Linked DNA regions of Strix aluco: region 2 is linked to region 1. Evidence: chromatin contacts called from public Hi-C data. All regions are on one chromosome and are shown on one strand. Each heading gives the region's core, a stretch centred on a gene start, on an enhancer-like site or on the middle of the called end of the contact. The rest is flanking DNA. Distances are from core to core; before and after follow the strand shown.

Evidence for each region. A called contact is a pair of places that touch in the nucleus more often than the background predicts.
Region 2: a contact with region 1 is called in a Hi-C map of brain, with 5 times the contacts expected there. The contact joins the promoter of GPCPD1 here to the promoter of COMMD1 in region 1. A contact is called at or near these places in 2 of 2 Hi-C or Micro-C datasets (brain and heart).

The regions. Positions count from the first base shown.
Region 1 is chr3:11,017,244-11,023,182 of bStrAlu1.hap1, reverse strand. It overlaps COMMD1 (copper metabolism domain containing 1), which reads left to right and starts at 4,481. Exons shown (of 7, transcript XM_074817326.1): 1 at 4,481-4,719. The coding sequence starts at 4,522. CRLS1 (cardiolipin synthase 1) reads left to right here. Exons shown (of 7, transcript XM_074817331.1): 5 at 395-463; 6 at 788-879; 7 at 2,564-3,494. The coding sequence ends at 2,651.
Region 2 is chr3:11,171,459-11,178,144 of bStrAlu1.hap1, reverse strand. GPCPD1 (glycerophosphocholine phosphodiesterase 1) reads right to left here and starts at 3,732. Exons shown (of 20, transcript XM_074817353.1): 1 at 3,711-3,732.

The sequences.
Region 1 (5,939 bases), core at 3,232-5,731:
ATGAATGTGTAATCATTTTATTTTGATTAAATCTTCTGTATTTTTACATGTATAAAAAAATTAATAAGGCTTTAACAAAGTTATAACCAAGAGTTTTTAATCTTGAGATGGTTGCTCAAAACTTGGGTGGATAGCCTAAGATGTAAGGCTGTGCTTGCACTTTTGCCAGATAGATTTGTAAGCAGAACAGGATTTCATAAAATAGGTTTCATAGAGATGAGTCACTTACTGATAACTTTTTTCCTGTGTATGATGTGTAATATATCATACAAGAGCAGTAGCAGTATAATTCTTTAGTGCTACAGTTGACTTTTCTGTATCATGTGAAGAGGTGTATCAAATTGAATATACTAGAATTGCCTTTTTTTTTTTTCCTCTTTTTCTCCCCCAACAGAGAACACTCAGTAGGTATTTTAACCCCTGTTACGCTACTGCCCAATTAAAACCAACATTCATTAGCAAGGTAAGCAACTTGTCACAAGAGATAACTCCTCAGTACTTGGGGTGGTGTCTAGTTTGGAGGGAGGGGGCTGTTTACTCCTACTGCTGAGTGCGGTTCCAAAATAGTGCCAGCTAATTTGGAGGCGACTTGCATCCTGATTTTCAATAATACTCTGTCAGAGCACATGCTAATTTTGAGTGTGTAAAATGATTCATTAAAAGAGGTTTCTAAACAAGTTTTCTGTATATAGACTAATACGTAAACCAGTAATAAAAGTGTATATTGGTATTCCTTGCATAGTACACGTCTTCATTTTGGTCACATTTCCTATTTTGCTTTTATCAGATGAATACAGCGGTTCAGCTAATTTTGGTGGCAGCTTCTTTAGCAGCTCCTGTTTTCAATTATGTGGACAGCATATATCTGCAGACATTATGGTAACTTATCTCTTCACTTTTTTTTTCAGATAATACAATGTACTCCTAAAGAAACTGGTAATTGAGATTAATCTAATTGTGTGGAACAAAAAACTGTGCCCAGATGATGTAGTAGACCTGTATGCCTGAATTTTTGCATGTTTATTCTTAACTGACACAGGACCTAGATATTTATTGGTACTTAATTTACTATACAAGCAAAAAGTAGTCAAAGGAAGCTAGTTAAGATCTGGGAATAATAGCTGAGAAACAAGTCTTCAGAATAGACATGATGTACACAGGTAAAATGTAAATTCAGATTAATAGAAAAGAAAGTAGAAACGCTCTATGGGCTCTTTATTGGTGTAATATGCTTATATGCTGTAAGGGTCCTTGGAAAAGCAACCTTGATATCAGTAAAAAAATAGACAGGAAGTGTTTTCTTACTTTTGCTTTGTACTGTATCTGCTGTCTTGAAATCTAGGTTTCTGAAGCCACTTTGAAAAGCACCTGAAGAGATCGGTGATTCCTGCTAGACTATAGGAAGGAAGGGGAGGGATCAAATGAAAACAGGCATACAGGAACGTACCTCCTTATGTAATGGCTGTTCCTTTCACTGCTATCACTGCAGATCTGAACTGTATCTGAATCCGAATTGTAGCTGACAGCAGGTGTACAAGTGCAGTTACTTCTCCTGAGCAGTTAGGTAAGAGTTCAGAACAAAGAGGCTGAACAGCAGATAGCAGAATTACTTAGTAACTTAGTTTAAAGCAGTGGAAAATCCAGTGTTACTTGCATTTTATTAAAAAAAAAAAGCCCACAAACCAAAACCCAAAGCTTTTAGGGAACTAGGAACCTTGATCTTAACAGTCAGTGGGGTTTTTCATCCTGTTGGAGAGCCAGATCTAGAATTGCATCTGTGAAAGACGCTTACCTTGCTGCTTGTCCGGGACCATGAGAGAGTTATGATGTCATGAATAATGGAGAAATGCTGGGTGTAACTTACCAGGCTCCTCTTTAAATGCTCAAAAATGACCTGGATGAGTCTGGCAGTGTGTCCAGGGAGGGCAGCGGTGATGGAGGGGCAGGGCTGTAGCGGTGGCTCACACCTGCGTGGTGTCAACCTTTGACACAGAGGAGCACTGCTAATTTAGAAATTTTATTTATTTATTAATTAATATTATGGTTATTACCCAGTGTCTGGGAAGGGGACAAAAGAGGCTGAAGCCAAAACTTGTGCTTTAGCTTTGGAACTTGGTAAAACAGTAAGTTCAAGTCTTGTATGGTTTGTATGTTTTGAATGCCCCCAATTCATATTACGAAGGGATACTTTCTCACATCAGTTCTCAAGTTCTCAAGCTGGTAAAAACGATAGAGGGTACAAATAGTGAAACAGACATTTTGTCTTCCCTTCTCTAAAACAAGTGCTAATATGGTAAAAATTTGGCCTAGTGTGCTGAAGTACACTGAAGTACTGAAGTACTGAAGTAGCACACTGAAGTATGCTACTTAGTGCTGGCTGGCAGTTCCTTTGTTTATCTAATCTTCCATTTAGCACTGAATTTCAGCGTATAAACTGTAAACTGCATTTCTGTAGGTCATAGTCCTTGACTGTGTAGTGAAACATAGGGAAGACGCTTAAAAATAACACTTTTTATTATTGTACTTAGATTCAAGCAACTTACAGGAACTGTTTTCCCCAAAGGTGCATCACGGCTTTCACAACGGTAACATCTGCGTACAGCTATTACCACTATGGCCGAAAAACGGTTCAGGTGATAAATAACAAATGAAGTATTCCTGAAAGGACCGGGTCTTGGCAGCGTGGTGTGCCCTACTGCCGAAGAGCGTTGTATTGCAGCTGAGTTTTGGATCAAGAACTCTTGTTTTTCTGCTTAAACCATGGCATCGCAATGAAGTGAAGTTTCAACATGTACTGTGTATATACATAGAGAGAGACTTTTCAATGTATTTTTAATTTGTTTAAAAATAAGGTTGTTTACAACAACAAATAAATAATATTCTTAAAGACACAGGTTACCGGTTGCTGCCATGTGCATTCTGAATAATTTTATACTGTTTTTTAAGTCAAAATATGCACTTTTCACCAGCTTTTCGCCATCTTCATGCAAGGCACTGAGTAGGCTGAGATCAAGAACAAAAAGTGATTATAAGAACAAATTTGTCTTTGTACCTCAAACTAAGTCAGTAAACCAGCGTTGCTCATTAGGACTTAATGACATACCTCAGTTTGCAGCAGAAGAAAGCAGGAACAATATCTTCAGAAATTTATACCAGAGTGATAGAAATTTTACCTTGTATTCCGTGGTGATACAGATAAGCCATGAAGAGTTACTACCTTGCTCCCTTTCCTTTCTATGTATGAGCAACAGTGAACTGTACTCGTCAGAGAAGAGTTTTGAGTCTCAGAAGGGTCAGCCGTGCAGCGAAGAGTCTGTACCCACATGGAGTTACATTTCTCATCCTATGTGTTCATTTCTAGAGATTGAAAGAAACTCCTGTATCTCCAGATTCTTTAAAGCTTCTAAAGGTGCTGTTTAATCTAAATGTGTGAAAAAGGATGCTTTAAATATTGTTCAAATGAATGGAGAGACTGGAATAAATTTTTACATGCACGTACTGTTAGTTCTTCCTGTACCTCTAGCTTCTGGAGGGGTATGGTGTGCTCCCCCTCAGGCAGGGGCAACTTGCACATGTTCTTTGCCTGTTCTCTACTTACAAAAAGATGCAGAATAAAGAACTAGGCAGAACAGATCATGTTGATCATAAATTTATGTTTTATATTTTTGAGCAGTGTGGGTATTTGTCTGTCATGAAAAAGAGTGCAGCTATGAAAGGCTTAAATAATGGAAATCAAATGGTAAATGATACTGTATTACTAGCAGAAGAAAATTTGCAGTAGACATCTCTTGAGAGCACAGTTTCTTTTGTGACTGCATATCTTGTGTATATACAAAGCATTTTAATATTTTTTTATATTTAAACTTGTATAGCAGTGCACAGAGAAAACACTTGATTTTTATTAGTACCCTTTTCTTAACTGTGTTTTGTGATCTACCCTGCATCTTACAGCAAAGGGACAGAGAGCAAAGCCTATGGAAGTTTCCTTAAAATATCTAAGTATTTAGTAAAATAGAGTGCTTTTTCTTGGAAGAAACAGTTTAGAAAGAAATTTATTGTACCCAGGCATGTCATTCCTGTTTGGTTCTGGTTAATGGGATTGGGTTTTAGTTGTGGGGTTTTTTGGGGAGGGTGGGGCGTGTGTTCTCATTTTTTCCTCTGTTAATCACAGATACCTTTGAAGCACTGCATGAAAGCTTCAGGGGCTGGAGGATACTGGCCAGCGAAGGCTCCGTGTTGGTGCGTGTCGTTACACCTGTGTGGGTCGGAAATGAAATGTACAATTGTTCGGCAGTGCGTGCCTCGGTATTTGCGTGAAATAAAATCCGTCCGGATGGCAGAGCCACTGCTTTTTCCACTTACGCGGCGGGTACTTGATAGTCACGATCAGCCTGCGAAGAGCGCGGTGCGTCTCTTCCGGCGGGGACACGCGTGGGCGCCTGCCAGCGCGGCGCGGCGTGTCCCCCCGCGGCCGCCGTACTCGCGGGCGGGCCGGGACCGGCGGTGGCTCCGCCCTCAACAATGGCGGCGCCTGAGCCGCCGCCGCCGCCGCCGCCCGAGGGCTCCAAGCCGCTGAGTGCGCTGCTCAGCGGCATCGCCCAGGCCGCCTACTACGGCAACGCGGACATCACGGAGGAGCTGCTGCGCGGGCAGCTCTACCCCGAGGCGGCGCCGGAGGAGTTCCGCGCCCTGCGCGCCAAGATGGGCGGCCTCCTCCAGGTACCGGGGCTCGGGGGGGGCCTACCCCGGGGGAAACCCTTCCCGCCGCCGCTGGGGTGTCCGGCGCCCCGCTCCACACCGGGACGAGCGTCTTCCTCTCCGGCGGGGGGCTCTGGCGGCAGCTGGGACTGGGGGTGCTGCCGCGGGGGTGAAAGCGGCCGCCCTCAGCGCGGGGCTGAGCTGTGCCGGGCGCTTCTAGTTCCAGGCCTGGCGCCAGGGCAAGGCTGGGAGCACAGCCCGGCCCAGCCGTGGCCGGGAGGGCAGAAGCAGCCGGCGTAGCCCAGAAGCAAAGGTTGTAGCCCTCACCCTGCACGAGTCGTGAGTGGCGAGCGCCCGGCTCGGACGGGCTTTCCTTCCCCGTCCCCGCAGCAACAGCAGCCCGGCAAGCCGGTGCGCAGAGAGAGGTGAAAGCCGACTCGTGGGTTTTACACTCGTGGAAATAACTACCACTCTTTGAGGACTTTCTGAGAAGAGCTGCTGTTCAAAATACAGATTCCTTACAAGAAAACTGTATTTTGGGAAAACTGTCATCAATTACGAAGAGAGCTGTTTTAAATAGCAAACAAATTTTGCTTTATGTCTAAAAGAATAGAAGCTATTTTCCTCCAGAATGGGTTTTTTTTGCTCTCCGTTCAAAGCGTAGCGTAGTTCCCGGCAGCTCGATGTGGCACAGGGAGCCCCCGGGTGCGAAATACTTAGATGGCCGCTGCCACCTGGTGGTTAAATCCACGACTGCTTTGCAGGATTTACAAACTTGGTCGGTAGTTTTTCGTACGCTCATGTGAGGAAAAAAAAATAACTAAATGCAGTAGCACAGTTTTGGCTGCATAATTTCTCATGCCCAAACCCCCGTATTTATCAGTGAGCTCTTTATGTTGTCTTTTTCCCTTGCATGTTTGCTTGTTCTGCTTTCCCTATTGCTACACGTTATTTTTACTGCATGCTATTTATACTGCTGAAGATGATCAATCTGATTTTCAAAACATCTTTTACATTATTGTTCTCTAAAGAATCCTTGGGATAACTTTGTGTTAGTCTGTATGATGGAAAAAAAGACAAATTTTAAAAGGAATTGACTTTGCTTGCTTTTATCTGTGTTCTTATTTGTTACAAGGTCAAAAGTAAGTGTGCTGTGCTTATTAAAAGAAAAACTAGTGTAAAAGTCCTCTTTTTTTTCTCTGTATTGCTGCTTCAGTATGTTAGTGCAAACATGCATGTTC
Region 2 (6,686 bases), core at 2,483-4,982, 160 kb before region 1:
ACAATTAAAATGAGACAGCTAGGTACCTAGGTATCATGATATTCCTGGAATGCATTTTAATACTTTCAAACATCTGGTTCTTAAGAATATTTTTAACCACTATATTACTGAATTTGGTTAGTTATCTGTAGAAAAATAAAGATAATTTGTGCACAAACAGGCTCTTTCATATGGTTACATTTCACCACAGACCACAGTGCAGACTACTGCTACTGCACAAAAGTAAATACATGCTCAATTATTTTAAAATATCACTCATTTTTTTGCATATAAAGATGAAAAGGGTAAGGACTAGAAGGCTGCAGTGGTTTTTCTTTTATTTTTCTGATTTTAAGCTGACATTCTCCACCTTTGAAGTACAGACTCATGAGACCTAGCAACACCGAGAAGAGGTCCAACGGCCGCCTGAAGCAGGGGAAAGGTGCCCCAGTCCCAGACAAGTCATTTGACAGCTGCGAGTGCAGGCGGGCAGGAGCGGGGCTGATGCAGGGCACCACAGCCCTCCGCAACCTCCCTCGGGAAGTCTGCATCTCAACACTACCACGCACTGCAGGAGAAGGCACTGTACTTATATTTCACCTTCTTGAAAGCTGTGCTATATGCAGCAATAGAAAATCCACCACGTGTCGTGGTGGTATGCTGAACAAAGAGAGATGAGCCTAATCACGTAAAACTGCTGTTTTAAGACACAGTTTTGTCATTTTTAATCACAGCCTTAGACTCTCGAGCATAAAAATATCAACTCATGCTACTTCAGACTATACCTTTAAGTGATATCTATTCAAATCCAATTAAACTTGTAGTATTAAGAAAGATTTTTGTTGCTTGTGGTTGGTCCTAACAAAGTATCAGAATATTATAGAGTACATCTAAAGTAACAAATTAGGTATGTACTAAAATTAAGTAACAATAGTTGACAACACCTGGATTTTAGAACAAGGTCAGAGTATATGCTTTCACTCTAACTGCAGAATTTTTAGAAACAGCATCAACTCCTTCATTTTCACCCAAACAACCAGAAAGTTCTTCCTTCCCCCCTCCTCACCTTGACTGTGTGAGGAAGGACAGTCACAAAGTCAGCAGCTCTCTCATACTGCATTGCAGTATTAACACTGGACAGAGAACAAACTTGCATACAAGATTTGGACATGCTGTTCTGATTTAAAGGCAGGAATTTTACCAATAGGGTCATGCTGACATTTCGAAAGAAGCAAAGCCCAAGTACTATTTCTGAAACAGCATCACCTTAATATATAGCAATGGAGAAAAGTATCTTTAAGATGCTATATTCAGTACCAATTTAACTACCCATTTGCAGGGCCAAGCCGGTCCTGGTAATCAAACACAAGATCCCTATCTAAAATACTATGTTCACCTGTAATGCCCTGTTTTGTTTTAAATAACAAGAACATAATGGTTTTCAGCATTTCTAAAATACCTGTCCATGTAGCAGACTCTTCTTTCTTAGCTATGTCCCAGCAGTTTTGCAAAGTTCTTGAAAAAGACAGAAAACGGCTGGAGCATATTTGCAAGTAAACCGGAACAGCCTCAGTTTGACTTCTCTTGGCTGTAGTGTTGTTCATTATTGAAGTGTGGCTGACAACATCTTAACCAGGTAGTAATTTAGCTCTTTGTGATCATACTAACATTCCTCACTTAGAAATGACACAGACAAATAACACGTATAATGCTCCGCACAGCTCTCAGTACAACAACAAACAACTTTTTTTAAAGGGTTTGGAAAGCCTGCATTCATTTTAGTAAGGAGCAACCTGCTTTACTAAGAGATTAATTATGTGGCAGTTTAGTAGTTTCTATTAAGACAAACAGCATTCTCCTGATTCTTTAGTATTTTCTGTAGTTATTTTACAGACAACAGAGCTACAATAGAAATATACATAAAAATCTATAAGGAAAAATATTTTTTATAATAAAAAATAATTCCACTTAGCAACCATTTCACTCTACCACGAACATTTAAAATGCTTTGAAGGCTAATCTCCACCTGACAGTGCATGCTTTAATGAATTAAAACACGAACACCCTGCAAGACAAGCTATTGATTGAAAAGGAAAAAGAAAAAATAGGAAAATGAATCTGTGCCTCTTGCAACATCCTGGTTAGGAAGCAGGTAACAAAGTTAATCCAGAGTTGTCTCGGTGGTCCCTACGGGATCGAGAATACTGAATCGCGAGCCGTTACTATTATAACACGTTCCTTCAGTCCCAAGCAGAGCCCAAGAGCAGAGCAAGCCTTCCCCACCCCCCGGCAGAGCCGACCGGCACGGCAGGATGCCCGCCCCCCCCCAGCACCCCGGGACGTACCGAGCGCTCCCGGCCCGCCGCGGGCGGCCGCCCCACCGCCAGCCCCGCACAGCGCAGCGCTGCCGTCGGCTCCCGGCCGGGAGGCGGCGCGCCGGTCCGCCCCGTCCCAGCCTCCCGGCCGCTTGCATAATGCGGTAGCCGCGGGACCGCCCCGGGCGACGGCTTTCGGCGAGGACGTAAATAAACAGCCCCGCCGGGCCGGCGTGTCCCCGCCCAGCAGCCCGCCGAGCCGCACTCCCCGGGTGACGGCCCGGGCCCGGCCGCCGCAGTAGCGTCGGAAGCCCGGCGGGCCCGCTGCCCTCCCGGTACGATGCCCCCCCCTACCCCAGCACGAGTCGTGCGGCATCTCGGTCACCCCCGGCGGCACACAGCCCCTCCCCGCCACCGGGCGGGCAGCCGCCCCCCCCTTCCCCGGGACCCCGCACTCTTCCCCCAGCTCCCCTCGGAGCCCAGCGCCGCGCCTCCCCCTCAGATCGCCACACAACAAGCGATCCCCCCCACCCCGGGACCGCCGGCGGGGAGCGCGGCGACGCTCCCACAGCGGAGCGTCAACCCACGCACTTCTCAGGCCCCAGGTCCCCCCCAGGGGCATACACCAACCGTCCCCCGCCGCCGCCGTACGGCCCCACCACGACACCGGGCCGGCGGCGCGGACTGACCTGGCCGAGCGCCGTTCCCGGCTCCCAACCAACCCCTTTGTGCGGGGCTACGGGCGGCGCCGCCGGGGCTCCCTGCCCCGCCCCTCCTCCCGCGGCCAGGGTCCGCGGCCGCTGCCCGGGGCCTCCCGACAGCGCGGGAGCGGGGGGGCACGGCCGGCGCGGCCACCAACCGGTTCCAGCTGCCCCCGGCCGAACCGGGGAGGGCGGAGGAGGTGGCGCCACGTGACCTGCCCTCGCCGACGCGTCACTCCCCGCGGCTCGGCCCCGCCTTCCCGCCGCAGCCAATAGGAATCCAGCAGGAAGAGCGGGGGAAGACCGTGTCTTTTCCTCGAAAGCCTCGGGCCGGGGTGGGCGGGGCCTAGCGGGGGTGGGCGGGGCCTGAAGGGGCGGGGCTAAGGCAAGGGTGCGTGAGGGGAGCCGGGGCCGTGGGAAGGGGCGGCTGAAGGGGGCAGCGGGGGCGCGGAGGGAACCAGCCGGCTTGCGGCCGCCAGCCCGCGACACAGCTCCACCCTCCCCGTCTTTCCTCAGCGCCACGCACCAGCAGTTACCCGCATCGCCACCCACCGAGTGCCGAGCGCTGGCCCCCCGGGACCTCGCTCGGGGAAAGCAGCACCGCTGCCCCAGCGCCCTCCCCGCTCCGCGACGCGAACCGGCCCCCCCCCAGGTCCGACCATCCCCCGCCGCACTGCCCCACCGAGCTCCCCCCCAGCCGGCGGCGCGGACTGACCTGGCCGAGCGCTGCATGCGGCTCCCCGACTCCTTTGTGCGGGGCCACGAGCAGCGCTGTCGAGGCTCCTCCTGCCGCGGCCACTCCCGGGGCCGCCTGACAGCGCACGGCAGGCGGGGTGCTGGGGGGGGGGGGGGGGGGGGGCGGGCGGCGTGGCCGCCAACCGGTTGCAGTTGCCCCCGGCCGAGCTGGGGAGGGGGCTGACCCACGTGACCTGCCCTCGCCCATACATCACTCCCCGCGGCTTCGGCCCCGCCTTCCCGCCGCAGCAAATAGGAAGCGAGCAGGAAGGGTGGGGGCGGACCCCGCGTTTTCCTCGAGAGCCCCGCAACTGAGGGGCTGCTGCCTGAGGGAGGTGAGGGAGGGCTGGGCAGGGGTCTTGCTGAGGCGGAGCAGGTTCCCACTGCCATCTTCCTACCCCTGAGACCACCTTACCTCAGGCCAGGTCCCCAGTACCCAGCCCGGGGCCGTGAGTACCTGGGGGCAGGTAGCCCTTTTTCCCTGAGGTGCCGTTGGGTCACACTGTCCTAAGCCAGCTGTGAGCTCACGGCATCATGGGCCCTACTGCTTCTTTTTGGAGTATGAAGGGGTGGGCAGCACGCCTGTTCTTGAAAGACTTTGGTCTCTGTGGGTTTGATGTTGGCCCTCTATCTCCATGTGTGTTTTTCTAAGGCTCCACCGTTGCAGGTGTGCCAGCCCTGCCGGCAGGCTGTGGCCTGCGTCACCTGCTGAAATGTGGGGTGGCAGGAGCTGGTGCCCCCTCCTCCCCACAGCCTGGGTTGGGGCTCTCAGGGAGCGCCCCCTGCTGTCACGCAGGTTCTTCCTCTGTGCAGGTATAGATAGCTGCCTGTGTGCCCAGTTGTATGAGCAAAAGGGTTGTCATTCATGGTACCGCTAAAACATGTCTTCACAGCAATGGCACCAAGGCAATCCAATGTGGGAGTGCCCATGCTGGAGTTTTGAAGCTGCAGGCAACGTTTAAGCATGATACTTGTCTCTGTTTCAGGGTAGCTGAGACTATTGGGCGAAGACCCTGGGGAGATTTGCTGCACTAAAAGGTAGTATTGTGTTGGGGACTATGACCTTGTGGCCTTCCTGAGACCTGATTTTATGATAAAAAGGGTATCCCACTGGAATTCACCCAACAAAGTGTTAGCGAATAAAAGGAAACTATTTTTCTCCGTGTTTTTGAGGGAGATTTGTGCTCTGTTTTGTAGCATAGCTCTGGAGTATAGTATGACCAGTCCTTTCACTCTAATAATAAGCTTGCATAAATAGTTTGGTAAGTAATTTGCTTCTGCTTTATAAAACTTGTGTCAGCTGACAAAGAAGCTACAGTTTGAGTATGCAGAGAAACCACTTACCCTGTCTTGCATTGGGAGTTAGCACTGTTACAAGTATGCTGCTCCAGGCTGTACTTCCATCTGTCGTTTAAATAGAGGGCTCTTTTTCCATTCATTCATCCCCTGCAAACCCAGCCATGTTTATAAGGAATTTGTGACACAGCCCTGGATGTTCTAGGGAAAATGAATGTTAGTATCAGATGTTCTGTACCAGAAAAGTATGTAATACTTCTGAATTGCTGAGGTCTTTATGTGGATATTGCAAGATCAGTGTATCCTGCTTAAAGGAGAAAGTGGTAGGGGGAGGTGTGCAGTAAAAGGAAATGGTAGCCAAAAGCAGTTTATTTTGAAGACAAAAGGATAAGAGGAATTCCTCTGGGTAAGGAGGAGGGAGGGTTGGTGGACAGTGCTTGTTGGAAAGTGAGGACCTTGTTAAACACAAATGAACTGCTCTAGTTACAAACCCTTAGTAATTAAGTAAACATTAGGAGCCATCACTTCTACAGGTATAATCAACAGCCAGCTGAAGGAGGAGGAAGAAAAATCTTTAGAGAAAATACTATTTAGAAAAGTAATTGCCTACTTGTTTTCTCTTGCCCTTTTTTAAGATTTATTAGTTCAAGTCATTTCTTGTAAAGCTGGGATAGAACTGAACACTTTAAAACATGCTTTGGTGTGTTGAATTTTTCAAAAATAGGTCTTTGATATGATGCCGGTCATGTTCTAAAATTGTACCATTAAATTTTTGTTAAAAACTAGAAGTTTCAGCCTCTTTCTGCCCAACTGTTTATTTCAAAAAATGTCTGTGTCTAGTCAAAACTATTATTGCGTTTCCTAAAATAACTTATTATAGCTAAAAATTGCAATTTAGGCCCTAGATAGATTCAAAAAATACTCATGTGTTCATTTAATTAAAGATGTACATCTCCCTACTTCTTCAGTAAGAGACGTTAATATAATTAGCTAAATTGAAGTGCTTAGAGAATTCTCTTTTTCTCCTTGTAAACTTATGTGGTTGATTTCAGCTAAAAGCTGACATTCTGTCAAATAAACCATTTTTTAATTCTTTGAGTGTCTTAAAATAGTATATATTTATTCATTTGGAAAATGTTAATAAGCATTTCTATGCTGTATTAAGAGAAGCAGCTGATTCTAAACAGCGCAATTAGTCATGGCAACTTTCAAGGACTAATTTTCTCTCTAAAGGTAACTTGAGTTTGTCAAAATCAGAGATGATGTTCTTCATTCTAGGATTGATAAGGCTTTTCAAAGTGAAGAAATTTTGTTTAACTGTATGATTCTTTTCTCTAAACAATTAATGTTACCACGATTGCATCAGTAGGACTGCTGTTTAGGTTGAGGCAAGGCTTCTGCTCTACTCTGCCTCAGCCTGTGAGATCCCCATCTTGCTTTGTTCTTAAGCATTTCACTGAAATACAAATTTTAATAACTTTACTCATGTAAATTATTTCACTGCACTACTACTTGGTCTTGCTGAATAAAACAAATCAGCTAATTAAGAATGATGATTAAGCTTGTGCTCAATGTAGAGCAAGTAGGAAAAGGGTAGGATGGGAAATACTGCTATGTCTTGGCTTAACCTGAAAAAAAGTCTACATGTAATTAAGCTTGA